2 separate regions of the Mus musculus genome follow, and region 2 is linked to region 1. The links are chromatin contacts, called in public Micro-C maps. All regions are on one chromosome and are shown on one strand. The core of a region is the stretch at or near the end of the contact, and the rest is flanking DNA. Distances in the headings are between cores, read along the strand shown.

Region 1 (3,548 bases), core at 722-3,221:
ATTCTGCAGTTCACAAGCGTTACCCATGCACATATGCACACAGGGTGTTCAGTCATGCTTTTTTAAAATGTTTATTTTATTAGTGTTTCAATCATGTTTCCATGTAGGTCTCTGAGGGGGTATGTACATATGAGGACCAATACCTTCAGAGAACAGTCAGAAAGAAGGGAAACAGTATGTTTGACTGACTGATAAACTTACTAATAGACTCACAGAAATTAACATAACAGAACATGGAGATGAACAATGAACTACCCCTAAAAACAAAAAATATATATATAAACTTTCCCAAGGTAAGTGTGGTAGTGCTTGCTTTAGTATCAGAAGAAGAATTAAAGTTCAGAGCCAGCAATTCAAGAAGACCCTGTGTGATGGTTTGAATGAAAATAGCTCCCATAGGCTCACAGGAAGTGTCGCTATTGGATGATGTGGCCTTCTTCAAGTATGTGTAGCCTTGTTGGAGGTAGTGTGCCACTGGGGATGAACGCTGAGGTTTCAGAAGCCCAAAACAAGCCAAGTGTCACTCTCTTTTCCTTCTGCCTGCCAGTCCAGATGTCGAACTCTCAGCTACCTCTCCAGCACCATGCCTGCTTGTATGCTACCATGCTTCTTACCATGATAACAATGGACAAAACCTCTGAACTGTAAGCCAGCCCAAGTTAAATTCCTTACTTTATAAGAGTTGTTGTGGTCACGGTGTCTCTTCACAACATTAAAAACCCAAACCCTAAGACAGAAGTTGGTGTCAGGACTCAGGTATTGCTGTGATAGGCTGGACCATGCTTTTCTTTTGAGGAATATGGAACAATTTGGGATTTTGGGCTAGAAAAGCAGTTGAACATTTTAAGTGGGGCTTAATGAGCTTGGAGGACAGTGGTGCTGAGGGTGATCTGAAGTGTGGGGGATCTGGGTCAAGAGGTTTCAGGTGAGAATAATATTGCTATGTAGCCTAAAGACTGATCTTGTGATGATTTGGCTATTTTGATGTTTTCTGATATTTTAGATATTTGGAAGGATGTGGCTGCTTTCTGCCCTAGTCCAAAAAATCTGCCCAAGGCTAAGTTGAAGAGTTTTTGGATTAATGACATAGGTAGAGGAGATTTCAAAACAGTCTATCTTTTACTGTATAGAGTGGTCTTTAGTAGCCAGTCTCATGCAGATCTATAGTAAAAAGGAGCAAGCTGAACAAGGAAACATAAAATGTCCAGTTGGAAGAGAAAAAGGGCGTAGATTAAAGAAAAAGCCTGATGCTAAGAGGAGTAAAAGGAGCGGTGACCTCAGAGCAAGACCCCGTCCAGCTAAGCATCCAGCTGGTGAAAGGACTAAAGGAAAGCATAGAGTTAGCTGTGGTGGTGCCCACCTTCAATCCCAGCACTTGCAAGGCAGAGGCCTTCAGATCTCTGAGTTCAAAGTCAGCCTGGCCTACGGATCAAAGATCAAGTCCCAGGACAGCCAGTGTAAACAGTTCCTGAGAGGCTTTGCCTAGTATTCTTATCAGTATGAGATTTCCACAGAATTCTCTCTCTCTTTATCTCTCTCTCTCTCTCTTTCTGTGTGTATCTGTGTCTGTCTGTCTCTCACAAAACTCCCAATGGAATTCTATGTTTATGTGTATGTGTGTATCTGTGGGGAGGCACACATGTGTGTGAGCTCCCATCTGTCTCGTCTGTCTGTGTGTCTGTCTGTCTGTCTCCTACAAAACTCTTCAATTAGAGCCAGTCTTTTCTACTTCCCTTCTTCCCTTTGTTCCTCCCTCCCCCCACTTCCCCTTTCTTTCACCTTGGTTTCTTTTCTTGTCTTTTTCTTTTTCCTTATTGTTTAATTTTTAACTCCGCCCACCTCCCACCCCCCCACCCCCCATTTTTGCCAGAAGCAGCTGTCTAACCACAAGTTTCCTCACAGTTTTCATTTCCCTGTACACACAGACTGGCAACCGAATGAATTATCAATCCACCCTGAAAACTGTGACAGGAACCCGGCTGTTGGATACGTAACAGCTGATTACTATAGTGTACTCATTACAGACACACCACTCTTGAGATAATGTTATTGAGGTCCCTGCTATTTTATAACTTTATAGTTTTAAGTTGACTGTGCCAAGATCTGTTAACGTCATCAATGTACTTTGTAAATTTAACATGTCCATCAAACTAATAACATTGTGTCAGTCTTGAACTTGTGTTCTTAGTAAAGAATTGTCCCCAAGTGGAGATTAAATAAGAGAAAGTACAGTGTGTGTTTGCCCTGTAGCACATAGATTGCTCATGTTGATACTAATAGAAAAATAGATAAAATTTGCAATGGGGAATAGGGAAGCCAGTGAAAGAATTCACCCTTCAGGCCAGTAGAAAGAAGAGTTCATTTAGCAGGGTGGAAAGAGTCATGTCGTTCCCCACCCCCACCCCCCTTAGCACCTTGCTTTCAGTCCTTCAAATCTTTTCTAGTTGACTCCTGTTCCAAACACCCCCGTTCACTGTTCTAAGGACTCCTCCATGATGTCGGAGAGCTGAGAAGATGGCTCCACCCTCAGCACTGTTTCCTGCTGTTGCTCTTTCTGTTACTGTATGTTTTGTGGTTCTGTAGCTTCTTTCCGTTCTGGTTACCACATGTAGAACAATGATTCTAACACGATATATACCCGATCTAGAAGTCTCTTCTGAGCTATAGACTGACAGCCTAAACTACTTATAAAGTATCTCAGAAGTCTCCTAAAACTTAGGTGTATTTAGCAGAAGTTCCCCCTTTCTAGTCAACGCCTAAGTCTAGGGAGAGGGTTCAGGAGATAAAATCGCTCACCGAGTAAGCTTGATCACCTGAGCTCAGATGCTCAGAAACCATGAAGAGCTGGATGCTGTAACCCAAGTCTGTTATCCTCGCACTCCTATTAGTATAGCCAATTTAAGCTTATCCCCACCTAGCCTACAAATAAATGAGACTCAGACTATGGTTATTTTATTTGGCTTTGTCAATTACTGGGGGGAGATAATCCTAAATCTGGTTTTCTAGCTGTTGGCCTGGCCACCTCTCAGCAGTGGACCCCTGATACTTGTTTTTCCTGGCCTTGTGCTCACAGTTCCTCTCCCCTCACCGTGGCTTCCTCCTCCTCACCTGTTTTGTCTTATCTTTTCTTTTTTTTTCTCCCTCTTTGGTCTTTTCTCACTCCTCCCTCTTCTCTACCCCCAACCAGGTAACTCAAAATCCACTTACCACCAATCCTTCCAGTAATTGGCTGTAGCCAATTTTATTTAAGCAATAGCTATAAATCTTGGATAAAAGTTTACATAACAAAAGCTTATAACCTTGAGAATTTACTCATATGCCTAGACCTTTGCTATAGAATTTAGCATTACAATACATAACAACAAACCTCAACTCTCCTGTGTCAAGACCTGAGACATAAACAGAAGAATTCCTTCAGGACCTAGTGTGCCAGTTACCCTGGAGTTCATAGTACAGAGGCAAACAGGAGAGACTCTGCCTTAAATGTAGATGGGGAGCACTAACACCAGAGCTTGTCCCCTGACGTTCACATTGTCCTAGGCAGTGTT
Region 2 (3,423 bases), core at 591-3,090, 67 kb after region 1:
TGAGTACACAGAAGCATAGTAGAAAGTCAGTCACCAGGGGTTGAGGAAGAAGGTCAGACAACTGGCAAGGTGTATATCAAAGGGTACAAAATTACAGTTATGAAGGGTAATACTATAATACTAACTTACCATTCTGAGAATCTAATGTACAGCATGAAGACTGTAGTTATTAATATTCTCAGTGAGTGTTTAATTATTAACAGTATATTACATACCAGGATTATTTGATGACTTTTTTTCTAAGTAAAAACAACCTTTATAAATTATATGAAATATGTAGTTTTGAAAATAACAGTAGCTTTTACAGTATCTGTCTTTTGTCTCTACATTTTCCTATTGCCATTAATCTTCATGTTATAGAAACAACTAAACTTCCTTGCCAACAGCGCTTCTTTGGGATAATAGTGTTACCTCTTTCAGACCTCCGAGTTTTGAGAATCATCAGCAACTATCTCATATACATTTGAAGTGTTAGCCTTCTTTGGAACTCTTTTTGTCGGGCTGTGATGCCAGCTTGAAACCACTACAATCAGCTACTGGCGGAGTGCATCATGATCAGTCAAGGAGCCCACAGGAGAGGACGGTGCTGGGCAGGTACGCTTGGGTGCAGCTTCTGATGGCATTGCCGAAGCAACACTGAGGCCATGCCAGTGGACTGAGTCAGGAGTTTCAGAGTTTTAAAACAAAATGGATTCATGAAATTGCTACCCCAAGACTAAGAGGAAAAACAGTTACATAGAAGTGTATAAATGAATGGACAATAATTTGGTTAAAATCTTGCCCATTCTCCCCAGTTCTATGCTCTGGCTCTAAGGAGCCTTAATAAACTATACTCTATAGCAACTTAATGCATTGCATTTTGTATAGAGAAATACAGTGTATCTAACTTTTATTAATTTATTTTGTTCTTAGGACATCAAAGCTACACACTTAGTAGATTCAAGGACTGCTCTCTTTGTTACTGACAAGACATAGTTGGAAGCCTTGCTTATGTACCTAAGACTGTGTCTGCCGAGTTGGGATGCTTATGAATTCCGTTTGGAAAAACTGTTCTGAAACCCTTGGTTTTAGGGCCCGTAGGTGCTTCGTTGGCCTTCAAGTTGAATTAGAAAGGCTACTTTTTGGTAGTTCCCTGAACCTCCGGACATTTGGGGATCTTAAGAAAAGGATAGATCTATCTGGTGATGGACCTACGATTTGGTTACCTGTCACAAGGGGTATATGACAGCCCGACCTAGAGTATCCAAGGACAGCTTTCTGCAAAACAAGCTTATTAAAGATGCAGTAAGCTCCCATTTTTTTCTATACTGTGCAGAGAACCAGGGCAAATCCAATAAAACAGAGACCAGATTATTTTATAATCAAGAATAGTTTTGATGTTATCCTCAATCAAAACATGGCATGTAGGAGATAATGTTAATTTCAATAGAACATTAGAGCAGACGTGTTTGGACAATCAGATTTAGAGAACAGTTCCCTTGCCTTTTGACCTACTTTGTCCCCTTTTGTAAATTACATTTAACTCATAGATAAGGAAACTGACGTGTGTTTGGTTGAGATTTCATTTTGATTTATTTCCCCATTATTGGAAAACTAATTTTGTCCCTTGTGATTAGATGTGACCTTCTTATCGAGACCGAGCTTGCCAACCTTAACAAATTTTCGGTTTTTCCAATTTTCTTCTGAATCAATCAATGTTTCCAAGTTTCTCCCTCTTTGTTGTTTGTGGTCACTGAAAACAAAACTATGAGTACCCAAAGAACTCCCACGGTCTCTAGGTTGCTTGTGGATGACCTTTCACCCCCAGAGATATGCTATGAAGCAATCCTGGAAGCAAAATGCAGCTGACCGACTACAAGCTTACAGGACTGACTCATCGTCACTGAAACCCAAACATGGACTGGATTGATCCTGGGGCAAGCCACTGTCATAGCCATAAACACACCACACACACGCACACACACACACCCACACACACTCCACCATCCATTTGCAGCACCCTGCTTTTGCATGCTCTCAACAAAAGAGCCACCGAGGCTCAGCAACATCCTCAAGATCATCCACTGAACTGTAAGAGGCTCAGTTGGACGTCCTCCATGATAAAGTATCCATTGAGGCTTGCACCCACAGGGCCGAACACCGTCAGAGTCCAATTTTGATTTGTTAATTCAGTCCTTTGATGTGAAGGCCCCCACAAACGCTACCATAGAACTCAAGATTCTTGGGACTATAGGCATGTGCCACCATGCCTAGCCTAAGCCACCATATTTAAAGATGCCTGGTCTTTAGCTCTCACACAATAGGCCCTCGTCACTACCTCTCAGGAGAATCATTAACAAAGTTCACAGAGGCATTTCTTATTTATTTATTTTTATTTTATTTTGAATCACCTCCTATATAAGCCTTTTCAGAAGAGGGCAAGCCAGAATGGTCACGTTTGTTAAGTGTACTCTATCAAAGTAAAACATATTGAAAGTGTCCAGTCCTTTAAGCTTAGAGTTTGAGTGAACCCGAATCAACACAATAAGCATGCTGAGGTTGGAAAGAACTCTCAGTACATAAGGAGGTTTCCGCCCACCCTTGTCCAGTCCTGGGGCTCACAGACTGGAAGGAGAAAATGGATCTCACAGGTTGTCTTCTGACATTCTCATGTATGCTGGGCCTGTGGTGTTTGTGAGACATGTGGATGTGTATGCACACACACACACACACACACACACACACACACACACACACACAGAGTGAAAGAGGTAATATGTAATAAAATACTTTTAAGTAAGGAAATTGAAGATATATGTGTGTGTATATATTACCTCTTTCACTCTCTGTGTGTGTGTGTGTGTGTGTGTGTGTGTACGGAACACACTCTGTAGACTGGGCTGACCTTGAACTCACAGAGATCCACCTTCCCCAGCTTCTTGAGTGCTGGGATTAAAGATGTGCCACCATTGCTCAGATGAAGTTTCAGTCTTATAAGGAAAGTGCTCTGAGACAACAAAACCAGTTTTGACTCTCCTGGTTCTCTTCCTACCTCTTTCTTCCAATAGTGCCAAGCCTGCCGTTTTATCTCACACTAACACTACTTTATAGACCGAGCAAGCTATTGCTTGATTCTAGAATTGATAATAAGAATCAATCCAATTATTTCCCCCTTTGTTTTTCAGTTATATAAAAATGTTTAATGACGTTTATATATTTACTTGTATGTGTGCATGTCCCACTGTCAAAAGGCGCTTCTCTGGCCAAGGCTGAAAGCTGCACTAGTCTAAGGGTGTCATCATAAATATTTAGAAGGCATTTTAATGACATTTGTTCAGGAAAAACATTAGTAGGCCCCCCCTGATAGGGTCTGTCTACCATCTCTCTAACCATAGGCTTTTGACCAAGTAAGTCTACCATATAAGGTATGCATTCCCTTCTGTG

What was found. A called contact is a pair of places that touch in the nucleus more often than the background predicts.
Region 2: a contact with region 1 is called in a Micro-C map of macrophages, with 2.8 times the contacts expected there. The contact joins two enhancer-like sites. A contact is called at or near these places in 4 of 484 Hi-C or Micro-C datasets (B cells, the HPC-7 cell line, embryonic stem cells and 1 more) and 2 of 115 datasets of contacts at active chromatin or transcription factors (bone marrow-derived dendritic cells and embryonic stem cells).

The regions. Positions count from the first base shown.
Region 1 is chr6:22,421,815-22,425,362 of GRCm38.p6, forward strand. No RefSeq gene overlaps it. Among named protein-coding and RNA genes, the nearest start is that of Gm38773, 31 kb to the left of the region's middle. Within about 2 kb of position 1,972, at least 90 of the 459 cell types and tissues checked have an H3K27ac peak or open chromatin away from gene starts, as enhancers often do. A contact at or near this core is called in macrophages, where this site is marked.
Region 2 is chr6:22,489,116-22,492,538 of GRCm38.p6, forward strand. No RefSeq gene overlaps it. Among named protein-coding and RNA genes, the nearest start is that of Gm38773, 99 kb to the left of the region's middle. Within about 2 kb of position 1,841, at least 7 of the 459 cell types and tissues checked have an H3K27ac peak or open chromatin away from gene starts, as enhancers often do. A contact at or near this core is called in macrophages, where this site is marked.